Linked DNA regions of Mus musculus: regions 1 and 2 are each linked to region 3. A link is a contact called in public Hi-C and capture Hi-C data. All regions are on one chromosome and are shown on one strand. Each heading gives the region's core, a stretch centred on a gene start, on an enhancer-like site or on the middle of the called end of the contact. The rest is flanking DNA. Distances are from core to core; before and after follow the strand shown.

The links. Hi-C and Micro-C count contacts between places; a contact is called where the count stands out from the background. Capture Hi-C pulls out chosen DNA fragments and counts their contacts.
Region 1: a contact with region 3 is called in a Hi-C map of the N1E-115 cell line, with 8 times the contacts expected there. The contact joins two enhancer-like sites. A contact is called at or near these places in 2 of 15 datasets of contacts at CTCF or cohesin (embryonic stem cells and stem cell-derived epiblast-like cells), 3 of 484 Hi-C or Micro-C datasets (the N1E-115 cell line, cerebellar granule neurons and nephron progenitors), 7 of 115 datasets of contacts at active chromatin or transcription factors (astrocytes, embryonic basal ganglia and embryonic stem cells) and 1 of 9 other capture datasets (embryonic stem cells).
Region 2: a capture Hi-C map of embryonic stem cells shows a contact between it and region 3, with 4 times the contacts expected there. The contact joins two enhancer-like sites. A contact is called at or near these places in 1 of 115 datasets of contacts at active chromatin or transcription factors (embryonic stem cells) and 1 of 9 other capture datasets (embryonic stem cells).

The regions. Positions count from the first base shown.
Region 1 is chr4:139,880,132-139,884,513 of GRCm38.p6, forward strand. No RefSeq gene overlaps it. Among named protein-coding and RNA genes, the nearest start is that of Gm1667, 28 kb to the right of the region's middle. Within about 2 kb of position 2,135, at least 1 of the 459 cell types and tissues checked has an H3K27ac peak or open chromatin away from gene starts, as enhancers often do. A contact at or near this core is called in the N1E-115 cell line, where this site is marked.
Region 2 is chr4:139,721,619-139,726,007 of GRCm38.p6, forward strand. No RefSeq gene overlaps it. Among named protein-coding and RNA genes, the nearest start is that of Gm42334, 11 kb to the right of the region's middle. Within about 2 kb of position 2,788, at least 7 of the 459 cell types and tissues checked have an H3K27ac peak or open chromatin away from gene starts, as enhancers often do. A contact at or near this core is called in embryonic stem cells, where this site is marked.
Region 3 is chr4:140,403,245-140,408,174 of GRCm38.p6, forward strand. No RefSeq gene overlaps it. Among named protein-coding and RNA genes, the nearest start is that of Gm13017, 15 kb to the left of the region's middle. Within about 2 kb of position 3,212, at least 54 of the 459 cell types and tissues checked have an H3K27ac peak or open chromatin away from gene starts, as enhancers often do. A contact at or near this core is called in the N1E-115 cell line and embryonic stem cells, where this site is marked.

The sequences.
Region 1 (4,382 bases), core at 885-3,384, 520 kb before region 3:
GGAGATCAGCATGCTCGAAACACAGCCCTGAAATTCTAGGGAAAATGATATTTAAAGGCACTTATTAAAGATACTCAGAAGGCCGTTCGAATGTCAAACAGCTGTGAGCCATCCCTAATTTGATGATCTACGTGTTAATGAACCCCAGACATGCAGATTAAACTCGCTTTAAATTGCACGTGGTTTTAAAATGTATTTCTCTCCAGCATGTCTGGTACAGAATGAGGTTAGCGAAACACCTGTGAGTCAGGCCCACTGATGCGAGGACAGAGCCGGAATCCGTGATGGTTCTAGATCCAGAACCTTGCAGCCTGTGAGAAAAAGAAAAAAAAGTGGGGCTCACTTGGTAGTGTGCCCGCCTAGCATGTACAAGGCGTGATCCTCTGCATTTCATAAGCTGAACGTGGTGGTACATACCTGAAGTCCCAACAGGACAAACTGGCCTCTTGGGGTTCTTTCATTCAGCAAATTTATCATGTTCCCCACACAGGACCCTTGCTATTGGACACCCCCGGCTATGGTGGCCAATGTGCCAGCACCTTCTGTCACTTCTGCCGCCCGCATGTTGCCATGGGAAAGGTGGCACTGGAGCCTCCTGAATGTGACAGTGTGACAGATTAGAAGTCCTGATCCAGAGGAGATGAGGGATGGAGATGGTCTCTTCCCTGTCAGTCCTCAGCTATTTTTACTTCTTTCTGAACTCTTGAAAGACAAGGGGCCTCTCAAAGTTATTCTCTGGGCTGACAGAGTTGTGGATGGTCTTGGATGATTATCAATGTCCTCGAAGTCTGAAACCCTGGGGTGCAACAAGCTGGGGTTGGGAGAGGGGAGTTTGGGCTGCTGTGTTCAGGAGGCTGGGCTCGGATAAAAGGACTTCAGAAGGGAAAGAATTCGGGCTGAAGTCATAACAGGCCCGAGATCTCAGCCTCCCAAGGCCTGTGGTCTCCCATCCTTAAAACAGCCCTGGCTGTCCCTGCCCTCAACTTATTCTAAGACTCAGATGGGAGACAAGAATTCTCAGCCTTATGCTGCTTAATCTCACATGTCCCATTGGATGCTCAGGAACAGGTTTGTCCCTGTGTCCTTAAAGGACCACAGCATTCCTGCTCCCCAGCTTCCTGAAACCTCCCTACTGTGTGGAGGGCAGTCTCTCCAAAGTGAAGGCCAGGCCAGGCCAGGCCAGGACAAGATCTCTCAGTCACTATCTTCCAGCTGTGCACAACGGACAGGTCTCCTCGTTCGTCTCAGTCTCTACTTTTGCCCAGTGGAGATACCAGGCCTGAGTGTGGTGTGAGTGCCAGGATTCTAGTGCACATCACATTCGTGACTAAACTCCTCCTGTGGTCAATTTCAGCAATAAGATCATCATCTGCATGATTATGGACCCAGGGTCAAGTCTGACTGTGTCTTTAAGGCCAGCATTCAGGAGGTGGAGGCAGGAGGATCAGGAGTTCAAGGGCATCCTTAGTTACCTCGTATGTACTTGCACACACAGTTGGGACATGCCACCTTTGATAAGCAGATTGTTGGAGACTCCAGGTGCTGGATGGATGTACCCCTTCACGTGGGTGGAAGGATTATGGAGACAGATAATAAGTCCATGGAAACAGTCGCTTAAGTGTGGCGACTTTTTCTACCCCAATTCAAATCACTTGAAAGGATACAACCAAGAGAAAGTTCCTTCATTGGCCTCACAGGATGATTTCTTCCCTGCCCTGGCCCCCCTTTCCCAGACACTTGGTCCCAGGCCCTCTTCAGCCCTGTACTCTGGCTTTTCTGCCCCTGAGCACTGCAGACCTCCAGGTGGCCCTATGTGGACAGCAGAGGGAGTTCCTGGCATTAGGATGGAACAGAGAGTGCCTGGTCACTGAATGGGGCTGGGGATCAGGAAATGGGAGGGATCCAATGTGAGAGACACCAATTGGCAACTGCTCTGGTGTGTGTGTTTGTTGGGGGGAAGGGCCAGGCCAACAAACATGTGGTCTTGCCTGTTACTGGTTTTTGTCTTTAATGATTGACATCCTAGAGCCTCCCTCTTTGGCTAGATGGCTGGGACAGGTCCCTGTGTCCTTCTGTAACACAGATGGTGAGTACTGGCCTCTCTACATGGAGAGGGAACTCAAACATGGAGCCCTGCTCCCAGACACCTGACCTATGTCATATAGGTCACATATATTTCCAGAGTTGTCTGCAAGGCCCTGTATATCCTGTCTCTGAGACACTAGCTAGCACGAATGCAGCCCTTGTCTCCTCTGGGCCACGTCCACTGTCCTGCCAGCTGCATCAGGACACCAAGTGGCAGGTGGATGGCGTCATTCATCTGTGAGTCTAAAGGTTAATTTAAAAGTCAGTGGCAGGGAGATGGCCTCCTCCACCTGACTCAGCTCACAGCCCATCAGAAGGGTCACCGCCAGAGTGCTCCTCTGTGGCTGGATCCCAGGAGCCCTCCCATGGCAGCCTGGACCCCTGTAACTACCCTCTCGCTCTGTACGTGACCTTGACTGAGCTCCTTCCCATCCAGGTCTTAGGGCAGTGGCCCAGGTTTCCCTGAGTGTCCTCCCAGCCTGGACCCTTTAAGGCTGCATCTCTCTGTTCACTGGCCGTATTGTCCTGCTGCTCTGGCACCCTGGACCCTTTGCACTGTTATGACTAAGCTTTTGCACTTGCAACACATCCTGCTTGGGTCACCTCCTTGTCACCTGCATCTACCTTTCGGGGAGTAGTGATGACTTTTCTCCTTGTTGTAATGAATTACCTGATCAAAACAACATCAGAGAAGTCTTTATTCTGGCTCACAGTTCCAGGGTGTCATGGGGAGGAAGTCATAGTGGAGGGCCTGTGTGGCAGCTGGTCACATTGTATCCATAGTCAGGAGACAGAAAGTAATGAACCATTATTATTAGTTACATTGTATCCACGGTCAGGTGACCAGTGATTATTGGTTACATTGTATCTACAGTCAGGTGACCAGTGATTATTGGTTACATTGTATCCACAGTCAGGAACCAGAAAGGGATGAACAGTGCTTAATCGTTCTCCCTTTTGTACAAGCTTGTGGGATGGTGCTGCTCAAAGGCAGGGTGGACCTTACCTCTTTGGTTAAGATTTTGGAAATACCTTCATAGTCACATCTGGAGGTATGTGTCCCTGGTGCTTCTAAATCCCACCAAGTCTACAACTGTGATTTAACTACCACCACCTCATCCCTTGTTAATGTGATATCCAAATAAAAATTTTGTTTGAATAATATTCCACCCATCTCCCCAAAGCCTGGGTTCATCTCATATTCAAAATGTGTTCATCCTAATATCAAAGGTGTCCTTAGTCTTTAAACAGTCCGAACACTGTTTAAAGTCTAAAGTCTCTTCTGAGACTCAAGGCAATTCTCAACACCGTGAGAGCGTGGTAAATCAAATACCTATCTCTAATGAACGATGATGCAAAATGGACATGCCCATCCCAGCAGGAAAGAAGGCAGGCACAGCAAGACTAAACCCATCAGGACAAACACCAAATCCTGCAGCTCTGTGTCAGGCACCTGAGACTCATGATGGAATCCCCTGGGCTCCTAAGGGCTTTGGTAGCTCTGTGTCTCTGGCTCTGCTGCCTGCAGAACACACAGCGTTTCTCTAGAACTGGCTCCTCTCCACGGCTGTAGGTTACCCATAGTTCCAGCATCTCCAACATTGTAGGGTCTCCATTGCAACTTAGGGGATCACCTTCAGAGATTCACACAGTGGCCTCTCAGATCTTCCTTTCAGAGACTCCACATTGCCCTGCTTCAGCTGCTTTCTGGAATGCTACCAAGTTCTGCTGCTCACTTGAGAGATAGGTTGAACCCTTGGACCACAGCTAAAGTGGCCTCTGTATGTCTTGGTGGTTGAATCTTTAAGAACACTTTCCCAGACATTTGTTTTGTGAGCAGAGCACCCCTTCCATGGAATCCTCACGACAAATTTCTCCATTTATACACATTTGTATTTTCATGAGTTGGAGTCTTTTATGGTTGATGGATGAAGTCTTGATCTCAGATACCCCAGTGTAGAATAGGTGGAGTCTCTACCAATCAGTTCTGCTTTGTCACCTACTTATCTGTTGCTTTGAACTCTCTTGTCCTTTGTCAACTTGAGCAGGGTAGAGTCATCTGAAAGGAGGAAACCTAAACTGAGAAAATGCCCCCATAAGATCAGGCGGTAGGCAAGGCTGTAGGGCATTTTCTTCATTTGTGATTGGTGGGGAGGACCCAGCCTATTGTGGGTGGGGCCATACCTAGGTTGGTGGTCCTGGGTTCTATAAGAAAGCAGACTGGGCAAGCCATGAAGAACAAGCCAATAACTAGCACCTTTCCATGGCCTCTGCATCAGCTCCTGCTTCCAAGTTCC
Region 2 (4,389 bases), core at 1,538-4,037, 680 kb before region 3:
GGGTTTCTCTGTGTAGCGTAGCCCTGGCTGTCTTAGAACTCACTCTGTAGACCAGGCTGGCCAACTCAGAGATCCACCTGCCTCTGCCTCCCAAGTCCTGGGATTAAAGGCGTGCGCCACCACTGCCCAGCAACCCCTATCTGCATTTTTAAGATGAAAATGTTTGGACCATTTTGGCTAGTGTGATGGATGGCTCAGTGGATAAGGCCCTTGCTTTGAAGCAGTTCAATATCTGGGACCTGTATAGTGAGAGGAAGAAGACAACACCCAAGGGTGATGTTTCTGTGCCTCCAAATGCACTGTGGCTCGTGCATGCCCTCCCCCTAAATAGATAAATAAATGTAAACAGTTGTTTTTAATTCTTCTCTCATACATTTACATCCCGACTGCAGATTTGCTTCCCTCTCTTGCCCTCCCCCATTTCTCCCTGCCATCTCCCCTCTTCCCCCAGGTCCTCCCCCTAAATGTTGCCTCCCCTCAGAAAAGAGCAGGTCTCTCAGGGACATCAAACAGACACAGCATAACAAGTTATGATAAGACCAGGCACATTCCATCACACGGTGGATAAGGAAGCCCAGTGGGAGGGAAGGGGTCCCACAAGCAGACAAAAGGGTCAGAGACAGCCCCTGGTCCCACTGTGAGGACTCCCACAAGAACACCAAGCTACTCAGCCATAACATATGCACAGAGGACCTAGGTCAGACCTACAGGCTCCTACCTCTGTGATGAGGAGATGCTGAGACCCCATCTGTCGATTCTGTGGGCTGTGTTCTTGTGGAAATGTAAAACTTTTTTTTTTTTTTGGACCATTTTGATAGCTGTAGAATAAGCGCCTGCCTGGCATTCACAAGGCTCTGGATTCCGTCCCCCATCAGCCCAAACAGACAACTGACCATTTAAGTAATGTTGGGGCTCACTCGTCCTTCTTTGGTCCCTTGGGTGTGTGTGGATATCCAGAGTGCTCTCTCTCCTATCCCAGTGACACTCGTGGGAACAGGTGTGATCTTTGATCGCATTGATACCATCCGAGAATCCTGCAGCTGCAGATGCAGGGGCCGGCAACCCTAAGTGAACAGGCCATGTCAGAGCTTTGTGGAATCAGAATGGAGCCTCCCCCCGCCCCCCGTGTGTTCTGTTCTCTCCCCACCTCCACTGCCCGGGATGTGTGTGGGTTCAAGTCTGGCCAGAGTGCCGTGGGCATAGTAGACCATTCCCCATGCTTCCCAGGAGAGAAACAGCATGTGCATTCTCATCTCGCTCAAGCTGCTGGCTGTCCACGGGCTGTTGGTTCCCCAGTCTGGATCTTTTTGTTGTTTTGTTTTCGAGACAGGGTCTCTCTGTGCAGCCCTGATTGTCCTGGAACTCACTCTATAGACCAGGCTGGCCAACTCAGAGATCCACCTGCCTCTGACTCATGAGTACTGAGGTTAAAGGCATATGTCACCACTTCCTGGTGGAGCTGATATTAGCCTCTTAATGGTGACACGTGGCTTAAGTGAGATGAATTCCTTAGCGCAGAGCCCGTGGCTGACAGTAGGGTGCAATACACGATTCATCTTCACTTCTCCCTGCTTTCTCTTCCTCCCTTCCCTTCTCTGGAGGCTCACACATTCATCTTGTAAAGGGTGGTGTCTATTACAGGCACAAATTCATCGCGCCGGTGAACTAGTTTCTAAATGATGGGTGTTTAAACCCTTCTCAGGAACTGGAAGGAGTGTGTGTGTGATATCTGTACAAATATGAGTATATCAGTGTGTGTATGTAAGCCTATGAGTGTGTGCCTTTGAGTGCGCCTGCAGTGTATGTGTGTGTGTGTGATATGTGAGTGTGTGTGTGACAGTGTGCATGAAGTGTGTATATGGATGCATATGAATATGTATCTGTATGCTTGTGTGGGCCAGAGGTCAACTCTGTCTTCCTCTTTCACTCTCCACCTTATTTTTTGAGACAGAGTCTCTCACTGAACTTGAAGTTCATCATGTTGAATAGACTGGTCAGCAAGCCAAAGACTCTTCCCCCCCCCCTTCTCTCTGCCCTTCCCCCTCTTTTTCTCCCCTCCTCCCCTTTTTTGAGACAGGGTCTCTCTCTTTAGCTCTGGCTGTCCTGGAACTCACAATGCAGACCAGGCAGGTCTCGAACCCACAAAGGTCAACTTGTCTCTGCCTCCTGAGTGCTGGGATTACAGGCCTGAGCCACCATGCCTGGCTCACAGAGAACTGGGGTGCATCAAAGTTCCACCTCACCCTGGGAAACTGAGGCACAGAGGTCAGATTTGGCCAAGATCAGAGACAGGGAAAGCAATGGAGGCTTGACTTCAAAACTCGGGGTCTTTGGTCTTAAATTCTGTTCTAGCTCCATGGAGATGCCCTGGTTTGCTTTCTGAAGGGGGGTGCGATCCTGGTGTTAGCAGGGAAAGGTCCAGTGCAGCAGAGAAGGATGGGTCAGAGGAAAGGGGAGGTTTAATCCCACAAGTGCCCACAAAGCACCTTCTTCATAAGCTGCTGGGAGACCTGATTGCTCTGGTAGTTCTCTTCCTTGGTCTAGAATACCGGTTCGCTTTCCCCATGAAAGGTTGGAGGGGTCGCCGTGAGAGAAGTCCTCCCTACAGGACACTCAGAAGGAAGGGCCAGCAGGCTTAGCGGAGTAGAGGATGCTGGTGAAGCTGTGTTTCCACCTCCCAGGGAATGTGGGGAGACTGACAAGTCTAGGAAGAGGAGCTGTTGGTCTGGCTGCACCAGCTGAATAGGAAGGAACCCAAGGAAGGCCAGAGTTAGCCTGTAGGGGGCCAGGTAGGATGCTGCTCGCTGTGGAAGCAGCAGCAGATGGAAGCCAAGGCCTGAGGACAGTTTCCGTGGAGCTGGGAGCCCTGAAAGTCTCACAAAGGTGATGCACTGTGGGGGATGGGAGGTGGCTCAGAACCAGAAGCAAGAAGCAGAGGAGAGGCCCGAGGTCTGTCCTTAGGTCTCTGGCCCAAGAAACCCAGCCCAAGTTCAGACCATGGGGAATGGAACATTCAAGATGGCGGCCTTACAGACTCAGGGATGAGGCAGAGTTGGCTAGGAGTGACCTTCATCAATGTCACAAGAAGAACTCCACTCAGGGACAGAGAGCCAAGACCACTGACCGACTGCCTCTCCTCATCTCTTGTCTTTTGAGCCCTAAAGTTCGATCAGACCGGATCAAGCCACAGGCTCTGTGTGCTCAATCTTTTCCTCTCTAGCCACAAAGAGACAAGTGAACGCTGAAATAATTAAAACCTAAGAGCGGAGGTGGGGGCGGGGCGGGGGCAGGGGGCGGGGGGGGGGGGGACGGGCCGGGGAGAGATTTCCAGAGGGGCGCGGGATGCCGCTTGGAGTGGTTGGCTAGAGATAACCAACAGATGCGATCCCGCAGATAAGCGTAGCAACTTAGATAAATCTCGGGCTTTGGAACTGGTCGTCTGCGTCCTCTCTCCTCCTGTCTGCCTTTTTTCAATTTTATCTCTGAGCCAAGGGAGGGGGAAGGGAGGGCAGGGGGCTCAGAGGGGTGAGGCAGCAGGAGGAGGGGAGGGCAGGGAGGGGGCCAACTTCATCTTCGGGGCGGGGGGGGGGACCTCGGCTTTTCTTTTTAATGTGTTTTTCCCAGAAGGTGGGAAAATGCCAGCACACACCCGGAGAGCCAGAAGACGGCCTATGTTTTTTAAAAAGCGGCGGACAAAAAAATCAAAATATTTGAAAATGTATTTCATGGTAATTATGTCATATTTCATGGGCTGGTGCCACTACTGAAAGAGAGGCTGAATGCCTTAATTTGTATAGAAATTGTAATCATTTGTTCATTTCAAGGTGAAAATTGCATTTTTTAATTTAAATTGTATCCTGCGCGATGGTCTATTATCTAGTAAAATTGTCCCCATGTATGAATGGTGCCTATGCAGCTGCAATGCTTGTCACAAATCCACTTATATTCATAAAAAGCAGGTGGACATCTTGGGGAAATGGAAGCCCTGGTTGCGCGTGTGCATGAGGAAGCGCGTGCCCGCTGTGGCGCGAGTACGCGCGTGCGTGCTCTCTCTCTCCCCTCCCCCTCCTGCCTCCTCCCCCCTGACATCTGGAGGTGTGCTGAGCGGATGACAGCTAGTTGTCCTACAAAGGATAAAGTCCCGCCTCAGACCTGGCCTCTGTTAATGGGCCTGACAAGTCTCTGACTCTAGATCCCACTGTGTGATCTCCTCTCTGGACCCCACTTCCTTTTCTAGGCCTGTATGGTAAAGATCCTGGCTCCAGGGTCCCAGTGTTTCAAAATGATCTCCCTTGCCACTGGCTAGCTGTGGGGTCTCATACGATGGTTTTACTCTGTGTGTGTCGGTGTGAACCCACGCTGTATGTGTGTGTTCACGGGAGCTGTGTG
Region 3 (4,930 bases), core at 1,962-4,461:
TTATCTGGGCTGTTTCACAATGTCCTCGGATGGTCCTTACAGGAATGCGAACCCATTCCATTGGTGAGAGCTGGCTACACTTAAACGCAAAGGATCCTGGGAAATGTAGTCTCTGACTGGGAGGGCTGCAAATCCAGGGAACCTGAACTCTGTGTGGCCAGCCAGCCACCTCCATCTCTGTGTCATGGATGGTCACCTGCAGATCTGTAAAGCTGGTCTACCCACCAATCTTTTTAATTAATGTAAAATTTCAAATACATTAAATTTCTCTCTTTGTCTCCAGTTGGGTTTTTTATTAATTCTTTGAGAACTCATATTCATCCCCAACTCCTCCCAAACCCACTCTCCTCACCCACCAACTCAATTTTGTGTACTTTTTTTTTTCAACCATCAAGTCCGATTTGTACTGCCTATATACTCTTGGATGTGTGGCCTTCCACTGGAGCATGGTAAACTTACCAGGGCCTACTACACTCTTAAGGACAACTGAGCAGGGCAGTGGTGGTGCACACCTTTAATCCCAGCACTTGGGAAGTAGAGGCAGGCAGATCTCTGAGTCTGAGGCAAGCCTGGTCTATGGGGCTACAGAGAGAAGCTCTGTCTTGAAAACACCATAAATGGATGAATGGATAGATGGATGGATGGATGGGTGGATGGATGGATGGATGGATGGATGGATGGATGGATGGATGAAGAAAAGTGACTCTCCCTCTCCCAGAATCTATCAGTTTGCAATAGCTCCTCACGAACTCTGTGCTCAATTCCCCTTTCCATACTAGGATTTGGAATTTGGTCTTATTTGTGTTTGTTGTTCACAACCACTGTGAGCTAGAGTGCCTGTGCATGTGTGTGTGTGTGTGTGTGTGTGTGTGTGTGTGTGTGTGTGTGTGTGTGTGTGTGTGTGTGTGTAATGTCTACTTCCACTTCTGATGTCTTCCTCCACCTCCACTTCCATCTTTGTTTTTGTTTTTGTTTTTTTAAGACAGCGTCTTTGGCTGAATCTGGAGGCTGGCTAACGAGCTTCAGGAATCTTCCTGTCTCCATCTCCCCAGTCCGGAGGTTATAGATACACTCCACCTGCCTGGCCTTTACATGGGAACTGGGGACTCAAACCCAGGTTCTCACGCTTTGGCATAGGGAACCTCCCCACAGGGGCTTTCTGCCAGGCCCCGGAAATCTGTGATCTCAAGACAGCAAATGCTGGGTCTCTTGTTACACAGTATCTAGTGCTAAAGCTGAGGCAAAGCCCTCTGCCCAGGTGGCGCCTTGGAGCCTGTGGGTGTGGCTTGTGTAGAAAAAAAGAACAGCCTGTATTGGTTACTTTTTTTTTTAAGATTTATTTATTATTATATGTAAGTACACTGTAGCTGTCTTCAGACACTCCAGAAGAGGGTGTCAGATCTCGTTACAGATGGTTGTGAGCCACCATGTGGTTGCTGGGATTTGAACTCCGGACCTTCAGAAGAGCAGTCGGTGCTCTTACCCACTGAGCCATCTCACCAGCCCCTATTGGTTACTTTTAAGTTGTAAAGAAACACATAGTTCAGCGGGCAGAAGAGTTTACTTGGCCCGAGACTGCAGAAGGTAAGAGTCTATCATGGCTGATGGGCAGGATTCTGAGAGCTCACGTCTCCATCAGGAGCCAGATGGAGCCAGATGTGGGGAGAGACCGCATGCGCTCACACTCCACCCCATGACTGCTTTCTCCCCATATGATCTTGTGGACGAACAGTTTCATCTAAACGGCTACGAGTTCTCGCCTCAAAGAACAGGAAGGCATAGTTTATTCTGAAAACAAATTTTGAGTGACCAGGCCCTGGCAACTCAGGGTTAGGTTACCTCAAACTTTCCCTGTTCCAATGAGGTCGCAGTTTCATAAATGTTTATAGTCACAGAAGAAAGCAAGCCATAAAACAACACACTTTGCACACATTGGTTGGTACCTTAGGTAGGTGAGTTACTGAAACATTGGGAGACTCAGTTATCGACTTTAAATGCTGTCTGACATAGTCACAGTCCTCTGGTGAGAACCAGGGGTCTCTTCATACATTCCAAAGGATTTTTCCTAACAGTCATAAAAGATGTCAGGTCTTGTACACCAGAAGCCATACATGCCTATTAAGGGGCCTAAGCTATTCCAAGATAATGGCTCTTAACCTGCAACATTCCAACCTCTCCAGATTGTTCGGATTCTAGCCAGTCACTCGGCTTTTTTAGACAACAGGTTCTTGCCAGGAATTCTAGCTGTCACAGATAACTGAGCCTGGGTGCCTGCTGTGGAGACATCTGAACTGAGAAGATATAGCTGATTAATCGATGCTGTACCCTCCTCGTCCACACAGAAGACGATAATGACTCAGCTAAAAGGATGTGGCTAGGGTGAGGTATGGACTCAACTCGTGCTCTGTGGGTGGCTTTGCTGTGCACACACAAAGGCTGTGAGTGAAAGTGTGTGTTCTCCTGATGAACTAACCCGCAGCCATCTTGGTTGCTGTTGTATAAAAAAAACAGCAACTTGATGCGATTCAAACTGACCCTTCACCTCCCTGCGGCTCAGGTTCCCTTTCTTAGGGTGTTGGGGTGTGTGTGTGTTTGTATATATGCATGAGTGTATGTGTGTGTGTGTTGATACGCATCCATGTGTTGATGTGTGAGTGTGTGTGTGTGTGTGTGTGTGTGTGTGTGTGTGTGTGTGTGTGTGCTGGTGTGTATCTATGAATGTGTTAGCCAGAGGTCCAGACCAGGCTCCTTCCTCAGGAGTCTACCTCCTTTCGGGAGACTGTCTCCCTGGTACCTGACTTGCCAACTTGGGTAAGGGCTGTCCAGTGAGTCCCAGGGGTCTGCCCCTCCTCTGGTTCCTCAGCTCTGGGATATGAGCAAGTGTTCAGGTGTGCTCTGGGGATGAACTGAGGTGCTCGAGCTTGTACAATGAGCACTGTCCTGACCTCAGCCTCTCTTCTCCCCCAGCCTGTCCTGACTGGAAGACAGCTGCTCCACCAGAGATCACTGATTGACTTGCTGAGGGGAGGGGGAAGGGAGGGGAGTGAAGGGGAGGGGAGGGGGAGGGGAGGGGGAGAGAAGGGGGAAGGGGAAGGGAAGGGGAGGGGAATGGGACAGGAAGCGCTCACCAGCTGCTGGAAACTGGAGCCCAGCCCTTGTCTCCTAATGTGACAGGAAATGGGCTCAGGCAGTGTGGCCTGCCGGCTGCCTTCCCAGAGCCAGGCCTGCTTTTCTCCAACTCCCTGGCCCTCTACAGGGAGAAGACAGAGAGGGCCCAGGCTGTGTCCCCAGAACCGCTGGACCTCTAGCCCCTCCTGCCGGAAGAAGGTGGCTAAGGACATCCCTCCTTGTTGAAGCAGCCTCCTCCCAGAGGCCTAGTTTGGTAGGACGGGTCCACCAAATGGCTCAATCCCCTCTGGGTTTTTGTAACACAAACAATCTTAGACAATCTCCTTGGCAGAGGGGGTTGGGGGAAAGGGGATAATCTGTGTGGTGTGAAGAGGAGAATGCTCTGAGCAGAGCCTCACCCCATTTGCATTTCTAAGTGAGAAACTGAGCAGGGGAGGGGGGAGGGGGCCACCACTCCTCTTGTTAACTCCCTTCTGGCTCTGCAGCTGAGGGAGTCAGCCCAGAGCTCCATCCACCTAAGACCCAAGTCCAATCCCTGCATGGAGGAGTCTGGAGTGGCAACCTCTGTGGACCTCTGTCACCTGTCACCTCCACAGAACAGAGAAGTTACACTACAGGTCCACGGGGAACCTTCCAGAAGGGGCACACTGTAGTTATTAAACCTGGGGAGCCAAAAAGTTTCACTCAAAGTGTGACCTTGTTTGGACCGAGCAGCTGACCTTGAATGTGACCCTTGGCCTCCCTGTGGGGGGTTGAATGAGAAAGGCACCCATTGGCTCATAGATTTAAATGCTTGGCCACTAGGGAGTGGCACTGTTTGAAAAGATTAGAAGATTAGAAGATTAGATTAGTGGCCTTGTTGGAGGGAGTGTGTCACTTGGGGCGGGCTTCGAAGTTTCAGAAGTCCACACCAAGCCCTGTGTCTCTCTCTTCCTGTGACCTGCGGATCTTGGTGTAGAACTCTCACCTACCCTCCAGCACCATGTCTGCCTGCAAACTGCCGTACTCCCACCATGATAACCATGACCCTTAACCTCTGAAACTGTCAGCCAGCCCCAGTTAAGTACTTTCCTTTGTAAGAGTTTCCATGGTCATGGTGTCTCTTCACAGCAATAGAACAGGGACTACGAAACTCCCCATAACTGGTAGGAGGCTTTGGGAGGAACTGGCTCAGCTGCCAGCCTCTGCCTCCCCAGAGGCCTGCCCCAGCATCTCCGGAAGCTGGCCACCTAGGTTTCTGTCTGGGTATCTCTGAGAATTCGAGGTTTACTCCCCTACATTGGGACGAAGGCATCTAATTCCACAAGCTGTAAGACCTGTAGACTCAAGCTCAAATCCGTTTCCAAGGCGGAGGATGTGTCTCGGGTGGTGGAGGATCTCTGTAGCATGCAGAAAGCCCTGGTCTCCATCCCTAGCGTCTTCTGAATCCAGGCTCTAGAATTCCAGCCGTGAGGAGGTAAAGCCAATAGAGCCAGAAGTTCAAGGGTATCCTCAGCTTCACAGGGTATTTGAAGCCAACCTGGGAAACAGGAGATGCTCCCACATTGAAGCAAGTTTTGTGCAAAGAAAGTCCCCAAGGATTACCATTTGCATGCCAACCCCAGCAGTGATGGCGTCATCTCCCGGCTCTTGCTTTTCTTCTCTGTGTGGGGATGATGTCATCTACCTCTCAGAGAGCTCCAGAGAGGGTCACTGAGCAGAGCAGTGGCAGACATTCAGTGACATTCACTGCCCTGGTGGTGACATGCACTGGTGGGGTTCTTGTTCTCACGACCTTGTCACTATATGAATGTGACATGGA